2 separate regions of the Zea mays genome follow, and region 1 is linked to region 2. Evidence: chromatin contacts called from public Hi-C data. All regions are on one chromosome and are shown on one strand. Each heading gives the region's core, a stretch centred on a gene start, on an enhancer-like site or on the middle of the called end of the contact. The rest is flanking DNA. Distances are from core to core; before and after follow the strand shown. Region 1 holds the start of LOC103650550 (serine/threonine-protein kinase EDR1). Region 2 overlaps LOC103650547 (protein MODIFIER OF SNC1 1).

Region 1 (5,106 bases), core at 2,332-4,831, 560 kb after region 2:
ACCACACACAAAGGCTTTGCCACTATGTTGTCATCATGAGGACATGGTTTGTACTTCGAATAATTAGAAAGAATATAGGCCCAACAGACGCAAAGTAGGTATATTCACATCTCCAACTGTAGTGCCTGTCTGTCTTTTTTTTTTGGAAATAGAGAATATGCAAACAAATTTAGATATAAAGTAGGCACTCCGAAATGCAGGATGCAGACGAGAACAAGCCAAATGCTACCAAAGAACAATTAATAAATGACACAAAAGAAAAACGAAGCTGCTTTTATTTCAGGCAAATCAAATAAGAAACCATGAATAAAAAATTCCATATGATCAAGCAACCATTCGCAAAAGGAGAAGCAATTACCTTGCCCTATTTGTTCTCCAATGACAAGGTCTTCCCATAAGATCTCATAATCCAGACAATCCGCTTCATGATCTACTTTGTAGAGAGCACTGCTATTAGTGCTTCCTGTGCTGCTTGCACTGCTTGTGCTGTTATTGTTGTAAGAGGACCAGGAACCTGATGCCTCATTTTTGCTAGGTAGGTTGTGTTCAGCGCCTTGGGAATCTGGAGCTATGCTAGAATCTGAAACCTTCTGATGATTCATAACATTCTCTTGGTCTCCATGCAACAATATCACATGATTTCTTTCATCAGGTCCGTCATTCTCGCGCACTTTCCAAGGCCATGATATCCCTTTCTTGTTCAGTAGTGCCTCTGCCTTTGAACTCAAAAACTTGTGCAGACCTACTTTTCCTTCTAATTCATCACTGCTTGGGTTCGTTGATTTCCCAGGGGAGTTCTCATCTGTAGAAAAGGGACCATGTGGTGCATTCCCTCTAGGTGTATTTGTTCCGCTAGATGTTGGTTCTTCCTTTGCACCACGATCCGAACAATGACTCTCACCACTGCCACCTTCCCGTTCTATGCCATAATCGTCTGTGCTGACCCGAGAACGAACTTTATTTGTGACCTTGGTAGCCTGTGTTATTATTCTAAAAATCAAAAAGGAATATGCTAGCAACAATTAAGAATATAGACTAAAAAGAGTCCATATTTGATTACTACACAAGTCATGCCAAAGATATTCTAGAATTTAGAAGAACAATCAAGGTGCATCTAGAAGTGACCATGCACACACATTTAAAGTCCATAATAAGTTATAGTTGTTGCTTGAGATGGTGTTCAATTCTAGCACGCCTGGTAAAACGATATTTGAACTACAAATGGACCATTGAAATAAAAGTCACATCAATTCGCAGGACAGCATGATATAAGAACAATATCTGTCTAAGCTAGATGCTATGTATTCAGGAAATGAAGTAGCGGTACATCTACAACTTTTGCTTCATATAATGAAAAACCATCTTACCAAATTCGTTATCCTGGATGCAAAAGTGCTTTGCAGGGGTATCTGAGGATCAAAAGGACTTCTGTTCAACAAATTGATTCTGCGACTAGTGTTGCTGCAACTCCCATCACAAGATGTCCTAGATGATTCTGATTGAGGCCTTGCAGAGGTTGGAGGCTTACAAAATATCTGCTCCAAGTGGCGGGAATCACTTGAAACACAAATGATACCCACCAAACTTCCATCTTCATCATAGAAAGGTGTGTTGGTGGCAACAGCTGAAAATCTATCTCCTTGTTTGCTCTTAACTGGAAACTTCCCAGTCCAACTTTCACCCATAGAAATACGTCGGAAAATGTCATTCACCACATTGTGATCACCAGAATCAACCAGAAGCATGAGGGCGTCCTGACCAAGGGCTTCTGATGCAGGATAGCCAAACAGATTCTCCGCAGACTGATTCCTACGTAGTAAGTAAATGACAAAATATGGTGAAAAGGGAAGCACAAACAAGAACAGAATAGAACCAAGAGCATTTGTGAAGTACCTATTGTGCTAATGTAGCAAAATTAAAAAGCATACAAACTTCTCAAACCAAAATGTTTATCCGATTAAAGGGCAAATAAGTAGCATTCAAGATTTAAAAATGACAAATAGACTGTTATGAGTGAAGTGCATATTATGTCAATACTTACATAAGAAATGCAACTCAAAACGAATTTTGATCTTGCATGGAGCTCCTGATGCATTTTGTGACTCAATGTTGGCCCCCAAGCAACCAACAACTACAGAGGAAGTGCCTTATCATGTTATTTTAGTTATATCAATATGTGCAATAATGTAGAAGTAGAACTTTAGGGTACAAGCTCGTCACCAGAACCAGCTAAAGTCTAGGCATCCCATCTAGCATTTCCTTACTTTTACTTCGCATCGATAAGATAATATGTAACAGCACATCCTTACAGAGCTAGGGTTATATAGAGTGCCAACAATGTAACCGATTGTCATTTGCACTATCCCACTGCAACCTCTATCGCATGTTTACTGATAGATAAAAATGGCACACAAGAATTGCTTAAGATTCTAGGATTGCTATCGCAAGAGGTTCAAATAAATTTCATTTTGGTCACAACTCGTATATGTGGCCACTTACTCCATTTCAGGCACTACAATCAACATATCTAACCAGCATGACTACTGCATTTCCTCGAATGTTTGTCAATCTCCCAAGTTGCAGTCAAGCAAGTAAAAAAAGGTGAAGCGCCAGAAATCTAACCAGTATATGATCCTCCCATCGAGGTCAAGAATGTGGACGGAATGCCCCAGTGACTGCAGCACCCTGGAGTACTGCCTCTCAGGCAGCCTAGCGCTGGTGCTACCATTTCCAGCGCCCGTGGCCCGGCCCTCCCGATGCAGCGGCGATGAGTGCGGGAAAGACGCCGACCCACGGGCCCACGCACGCTGCCCGCCCTCAAATCCCCCGGACAGCAGCCTACCTGGTGGCCCCGCCTTCGCCTTGGTCGGCGGTGGCACCGGCGCGCCGCGCCGCGGCGAGACGGATTGCGAGCGCCGCCGCTCCACGGCGCCGGGTATCAGCTTGGACATCTCCTGCTTGAGCTGCGCCTGCCCAACCTCCAGCTCCCGGATCTTCTTCAGGAGTTCCTCCCCGCTGGAGTCCATCCCCGCCGCGGCAGTGGGTGGCTTCCTCGAAACCACCGAGGCCACCTCGTCCTCAAACCACCGGCTTCACCGACTTCCACGAGCGCCCTACAGCTGATGGCGCCGCCGCCGCGTCCCCTTTCGCCTCCTCAGGGGCGGCTCCGACGAGCTCGAAAGGCCGCTCCTTTATCCGCTCCCAAGGCAGATTCGACGCAAACGGAGCAAAAGCTCCGAGCTTCCGGTTCTCTGAGATCTCCAGCAGCGATTTCCCGTACAGAAACCGGTTGAATCGATGAAAAATACGATCTTTTCTGGGGAGCGGTTCTTGACCTGTGCGTGGAAGGGGAGCAAATTGCTGTGGAATCTGTCTCTCTCACAAGTCACACACACGCATGACGCATCCGGATGGAGATTGAATGAATAAAATAAACACAAGTAATAATAATTGGTAGAATAAATGATAGAGAGAGAAAAAAGTTATGTCATATAGAATATGGAGGGAAGTGAGACTGTCTCCACGTATTGTAATACTGTTTGTTCAGTTAAGTTTAAAACGAAAAAATTAAATAGTAGATGAAATATGAGATCCGGTGAAAATAGCATGAGGTGTTCTTTATAATGTTCCCTAGTGATTGGTGAACTTGGTGATAAAAAAATTGCTGAGGCTGTTTGCCAGGTTGCTATAGTGGCATTTTACATCTAGTCTTAGTTTTTGTTTGATATTTGGAGCCTTGCCAACATATTTTGTACCCATTTTTCGATTTCTTTTCTATATTTTCTTGGGTGTTGTGTTGATCCACACAGGCGTTGTCCCTGTTCCTATCTACCTACCTTATTGCCAGTGCCAACAGGCGCTATCTCTGTTCCTAGTCACCTCCCTTGCTATGTATCGTAACGAGGGAAAATATTAGCAACTAGTGAATTGGTATTGGTTGGTGTATTACTACACATCAAAGACGTTTTATGCCACTCTGGAATAAAAGAATATTTCCCGAATTTTGTGTGTTTTTCTATGTTTTTAAACTAATTTCTGTGAAGAAAATTATGTGTTCCAAAGGAGCTCTTATTATCACCTACTGTTGCTACAATTTTAGGATGGATTTATGGTTAGTTCTTGGCTTTTAACCGTCTAGATCTATATGACTATGTGTTGCAAGTTTGGAGTTCCTTTTTGGTGGGCATTTATATGGTTTGCTTTTCTTGTTGTAGGTCCTTTGTGGGTGCCAATTGATTAGCACTCAACTGTCTGGAAGTGTATGCTTGCATGCCATAAATTTTGGTCAACTTTTTCTTCCCTTGTGTTTGTTGCTAGTGTGACCTTTTTCATGTGGTGTATATACTTCTCAACAGAACATCTAGCCATGCCCATATCTAACTCTACCTACCAATAATCAAGCAAGATGTAAAAGACAAAGGAGATGTGGTAAAGCTCTGACTAATCTCTTTTTCACGCCCTGGCTTGATTTTAATGCTTAATCGGATACTAGACTGCAGTACACCACAAAAGTATGGAGAGAAAAAGAACACGAAGAAAGAAAGAAAGAAAGAAAGAAAAGAGAAGGATAGAAAAAAAAAACACTACAGTAGTTAGTACTTAGTAACCCCTGTGCCTTTCTCCAAACAAAGCTTTCTGCCATGTTCGTGTTTACGCCTTAAATTGGACCAAAGTTTGCAGGTCCTGATTATAGTTTCAATCGATGGATTTTTCTCAGAAACACCAACTGGTTGTACAACTTTATTTTTTATCGGTGTTAAGCATGAGAAATAATGTTGTGGCCTTGCACACCGAAATAACCTGGAATTCCATAGATAATCATGAGCGGGTTTTTACTCACGAGTCATATATAGAGATAGACTAGTACTGATATTTTCTGTTGACGATTTTTAGACGGAAAAGAACTCCCAAAGTAGCCAATCCGTGGACCAATCCCTTTCAGCTGTCAAGTTTGGCATGTGGCTTCCCAATACTGCACTCCTCGCTCAGCAACAGTATATTCCCTCCAAAAACATTGGATCACATGCAATCATTAAGGGCTAGTTTGGCATCCACATTTTTCCATGGGATTTTCAATTTTCCAAGGGAAAATGAACTAATTTCCCT
Region 2 (4,570 bases), core at 417-2,916:
TTTAGAAATTACAGAAAACGCAAGAATCATGCAGCATGCATCTAGTGCTCCTACACAGATATCTATCCTAGTACAATACACTATATCTAGACGAAACATTTGGCATCTCCAATCCCATTCCAACAATGAAAATCATTGAAAACTAAATAAGAAAAAAAGAACTCACGCGGGTAGCTCGTATGCGTATGGCAAGGAATGGGATTGGCGAACTCACAGGCGGTCTGCGGGAAGCAGTCATATAAGAGCAGAGCATAGCAGAAGACAGTCCTCCGAGCGTCCTGGCCGGCGACGACTCCTCCGGCTGCATCCGGATGCTGGCGTTCATCTGCTCCTCGAGCTGGTCCTCGGCCTTGCCTGCACGAACCACAGCAGCGTCAGCGAAGGAAGCTCCGCAAGCAGTCCCCACCATCTCCACTTCTACTGACAGGCGGAGGAAAGATGACGCACACAACACACCGAGGGGGGTGGCGCAGTATCTGGCCTTGACAAAACTGAGGACGCAGAGGGACAGCAGCATGGCGCTGATGATGACGCCGTTGCTGACCCGCCGCGGCTCCTGCCGACTCCTCAGCGACGACTTCATCCCGCCCTCCGCCCGCACGCCCAGATCTGGGGGCCGCACCACGCCCAAAGCAGCAGTCCCTCTACTCCTGGGGAGGAGAGCGGGCGAGGTGGCAGGGAACGGGAACGCCAGACGAAGAAGGAAGGGACAAGGGAGGGAGGAAGCAGAAGGAGACTGGTCTTAAGCTGTCGTGCTGAGCTGGATCTACAGGTGCTGGTATTGGTGGGGAGGGAAGGGGAGCACGAGCGTGGAGCGGTTGACCGGCGCGCGGACGGCGATGCCGAAGGGCCAACCAGCCACACGGGTGCCGCACCTTGCACCCTGTGAACCCGCATTTCTTCCTCCTCGGCACCGGTACCGGCTTCGGTGGCTCCCCGACCGCCGCCGGGACGGGACCTCCAGGAGGCGCTGGCGGCTGCTCTGCCTCCAGTGGGCTCCGGGCGAGATCCCGGACGTACTGCCGGTGTCGCGCGCGCACCTCCTCAGCACCGGTGCCGGCTTCGGCGGCTCCCCGTCCGCCGCCGGGACGGGACCTCCAGGAGGCGCCGACGGCTGCTCTGCCTCCAATGGGCTCCGGGCGAGATCCCAGACGTACTGCTTGTGCCGCGCGCGCACCTCCTCGGCCATGGCCCAGTAGAGCCGGCGGTACACACCTACCAGCTAGTCGGGCCGCGCGGCGCCGACACCGGCGAAGGACCTCCTGCGTGAGCGCCTCCGTTGTAGCCTCCATCTCCGGCGATGGCGGGTTAGCGATGGCAATGCTAGGGTTTTTCGGAGTTCTGGGATGATGCCACAACGTCCATGGCGAGCGGAGATTCGTACGGGCTGTGTAATTTGGGGGTTTAGCGAGATCCCAGAATATAACAGAACTGCGGCCGCCGAAGATGCTCGGATTGGAAGGGGCTCGGATGGGGGCATGGGGCGGAGGCGTCCGTTGATGGCGGCGCGGATGGAGTCGCGAGGTGGGGCAGAGGAGAGGGAGCGCGTCCGTGCCCGTCGCGGAGAGGATGGAAGGGGCGCGGATGGGGCGGAGGAGACAGAGGCAATGGCATCAGTCGCGGAGAGGAAGGCGTCAGTCGCGGAGAGGAGAGGGAGGCGTCAGCGGTTGGCAGAACCATGGGCTGTGGACGCCTACAGTGAGTACAAAGAGATTGATGACCCCTTTTGAAGCAAAGGGAGCCAGGCCCCATACATTTGAGTGAACAAGATCAAAAGGACGCTCAGACACAGATTCACTAGAATGATAAGTAAGCTGAATCTTTTTGCCCAATCGACAAACCTGACACTGAGCTAACAAAGATGACCCAGAACTCATTACCTAAAACTGAATTTAGGAGACCATAACGAATCAAGGTAGACAAACGAGAGCCACAAAGATGACCCAGACGATGATGCCACTCAGCAAAAGACATGGGCGAATCAGCTAACACAGAGCCGACAGAACTGGCAGGTGCAACAGAAGCAAGATGAAGCCAGTCAAGCTACCAAAGGCGTTGAGAGTGACAACGGCGAGGGCCAGTACCAATTAGGCGATCCGCAGCAACAATTGACGGCAAGAGTGCAGAGGAATAAGCGGTAGAAGTAGTTTTTTTACAGATCAGACCAGAGCCCGATTGCCAGCCTTCCTCTATTATAGAACAACCGTGTGTACCCCTGATCTGATATTGCTGTAGCCTGATATACAAACGCATCCTATTCTAACAATTGCATGTACACATAACAATTGAAGCGATAAGGCAAAGTATCTTGACCCATCCAGAACTAGCCATGTGCTAGTTATCTCAAAAGCTTCTGAACATAACTTAGTTTCCTGGATTTTGTCCCACCTATAACAATTCTTCTGTTGCACCTGCTGATTAATTCGTTTCCTTATTATGAACGGCCTTATTTTGTGATGTCATTTAGTGGGATATTTCGTATTTGTAATTTGTATTGGTACATTTTTTTTGGTTGTACCGATTGCAAAAGGTTGTCTTTGTACTTGCATAATCAATTGTTCTTTATGGTTTCCTTCAGATGGGGTGCTACTCCTGCAAGGAAATCTAGTATGACTGTTCTGGGAAAAGTCCCAAAACCGATTAATTTACCAAGTCAGAGGTAACAGTTTTCCTATTGCTATTGGTAGCAAATCGTTAATTCTATATACTTCTCCTATATGTGGATTGCTTTTGTTATTTTTTATTTAGGTTGGAAAACAATGGTCTTGATCCCAATCTGGAACTGGTTCCAAAGTAAGTATGCATCCTTGTTTCCTAACTGCTCATATGATTCAAAATTCTAAGGTTTAGGATGGTCTTAATGGTCTCTCATAATTACTGTGTCATGATGTTATTGTTTCAATGTTAGGGGCACCCACACCTGGGGCAGCAAAGCACCATCTACAACACCAAACGCATGGAGTTCCTCATCAATTCTGTCTTCCAAGAACGATGGAAGTTCCACTTCATCTAGTCACTTCAATGTCCGGCCCACCTCTGGCGGAGGCTCAAGGCCATCAACAGCTGGAAGTGAATCACTTGGTTCACCCAATGCTTGGGGTGCAAATTCTCGCCCATCTTCAGCATCAGGCACATTTCCATCATCTCATCTACCAATGGCCACAAATCGTCCCCAAAGTGCGGAAACAAGACCTGGAAGTTCACAAATTTCTCGATTTGCGGATAATGCTTCAGATAATGTGAAAGCATCGATAAGGACTATTGATAGATCGGTAATGCTGCAGACATAGAACTGGGTCTAGATCAGGGTTTAATCCAATACATTATTCAGTTCACATATACATATTTTAACTGTGTAGGAATCTTCATCACGTGGGCCTGGGTTCACATTAAGTACTGGTGATTTCCCAACGCTTGGCTCTGAAGCAAACAGTCAACGAGGTATGTGCAACATAAAGTGTGCTCTATAGTTTTTATGTTTTCAAGCTATTTGCCCCTACCATATTGTTTCTTTGGGTTTATAGTTTTTATATTTAGTATGTTAAATTCTGAGCTGCCTTGAATATCTACATATGTGCTAGATATAAATGCTATGGTAAATTATTTGGTAATTTTGTTTTTTGTTCGTATATTTTTGAATTACAATGGCCGGTTTCACCTACTTACATATGTGCTAGATATAAATGCTAGCATTGGTAAATTATTTAGGCCAATTTGTTTTTGTCCGTATATTTTTTAGTTACAATTGCTAGTTTCATCTACTTAGTTTGCATATAAGAGGAGTTCTCTTTACACGTCTTCTTTTATTCCAGGGCATAGTTCGAAAGGGCGCCCAACTTCTAGTTTGGGTAAAGAGGTGTCGCAAGGTGAACAAGTGAAGAGCCTAGCAACTGGTATAATATATTTCATCATTACAACATAGGTTAATAGCTTCAACTATTGTTTCATATGTATTGCTTTACCTAGTAATGGGAAATATCTTGTGTGCTAGGAACTGGTGAAGTAATTTCACCATCCAATAATCACCCTGTTGATATCATGAAGACAGAGCATCATGCACACACTGGAGGTGCTCCTGTCCCAGCCACAAGTGTGCCAAATGAAGGCTTGCAACAACAGCCATATCCACCAAATTTTCCTATGCCTCCTCTGCAGTTTGATTCATGGCGTGCACCTCCTGGTCACCCCCCTGAGGGAATGTGGCATAGAGGACCAGTGCCAGGTGGGCCATACAGACCTGTTGGCCCCCCTGGTAGTTTCCCTGTCGAACCCTTTGGTTATTATGGCCAGTTCCCACCCAACTCCGAAGCTGCAGGAAGGCAGGGCTCAGGGCATGGTGGATATCACACTAAAAATGATGTGTATCATCCTATGCCTCATAATTCCTATATTATGAATCAGCCTGTTATTCCAGTCAGACCAGTTTATCAGGGTCCAGTGCTGTATGATGGGTATTATGGCCCTCAAGCAAATTTCAATAACACCAATGTTAGAGATCCTCATTTTGTTGGAGGTCCTGGAATACTAAATCAATTCCCAAATCAGAATGACAGGTTTCACCCTGGACATC

Evidence for each region. A called contact is a pair of places that touch in the nucleus more often than the background predicts.
Region 1: a contact with region 2 is called in a Hi-C map of endosperm, with 4 times the contacts expected there. The contact joins the promoter of LOC103650550 here to the enhancer-like site in region 2. A contact is called at or near these places in 6 of 25 Hi-C or Micro-C datasets (bundle sheath, ear, endosperm and 3 more).

Annotation. Positions count from the first base shown.
Region 1 is chr3:130,303,473-130,308,578 of Zm-B73-REFERENCE-NAM-5.0, forward strand. It overlaps LOC103650550 (serine/threonine-protein kinase EDR1), which reads right to left and starts at 3,582. Exons shown (of 13, transcript XM_008676128.2): 1 at 2,623-3,582; 2 at 1,368-1,809; 3 at 359-977. The coding sequence starts at 3,026.
Region 2 is chr3:129,749,130-129,753,699 of Zm-B73-REFERENCE-NAM-5.0, forward strand. LOC103650547 (protein MODIFIER OF SNC1 1) reads left to right here. Exons shown (of 9, transcript XM_008676125.4): 2 at 2,579-2,659; 3 at 2,749-2,793; 4 at 2,909-3,272; 5 at 3,360-3,441; 6 at 3,813-3,893; 7 at 3,992-4,570. Among protein-coding and RNA genes, the nearest start is that of LOC103650547, 7.8 kb to the left of the region's middle. Within about 2 kb of position 1,667, at least 2 of the 20 cell types and tissues checked have an H3K27ac peak or open chromatin away from gene starts, as enhancers often do. A contact at or near this core is called in endosperm, where this site is marked.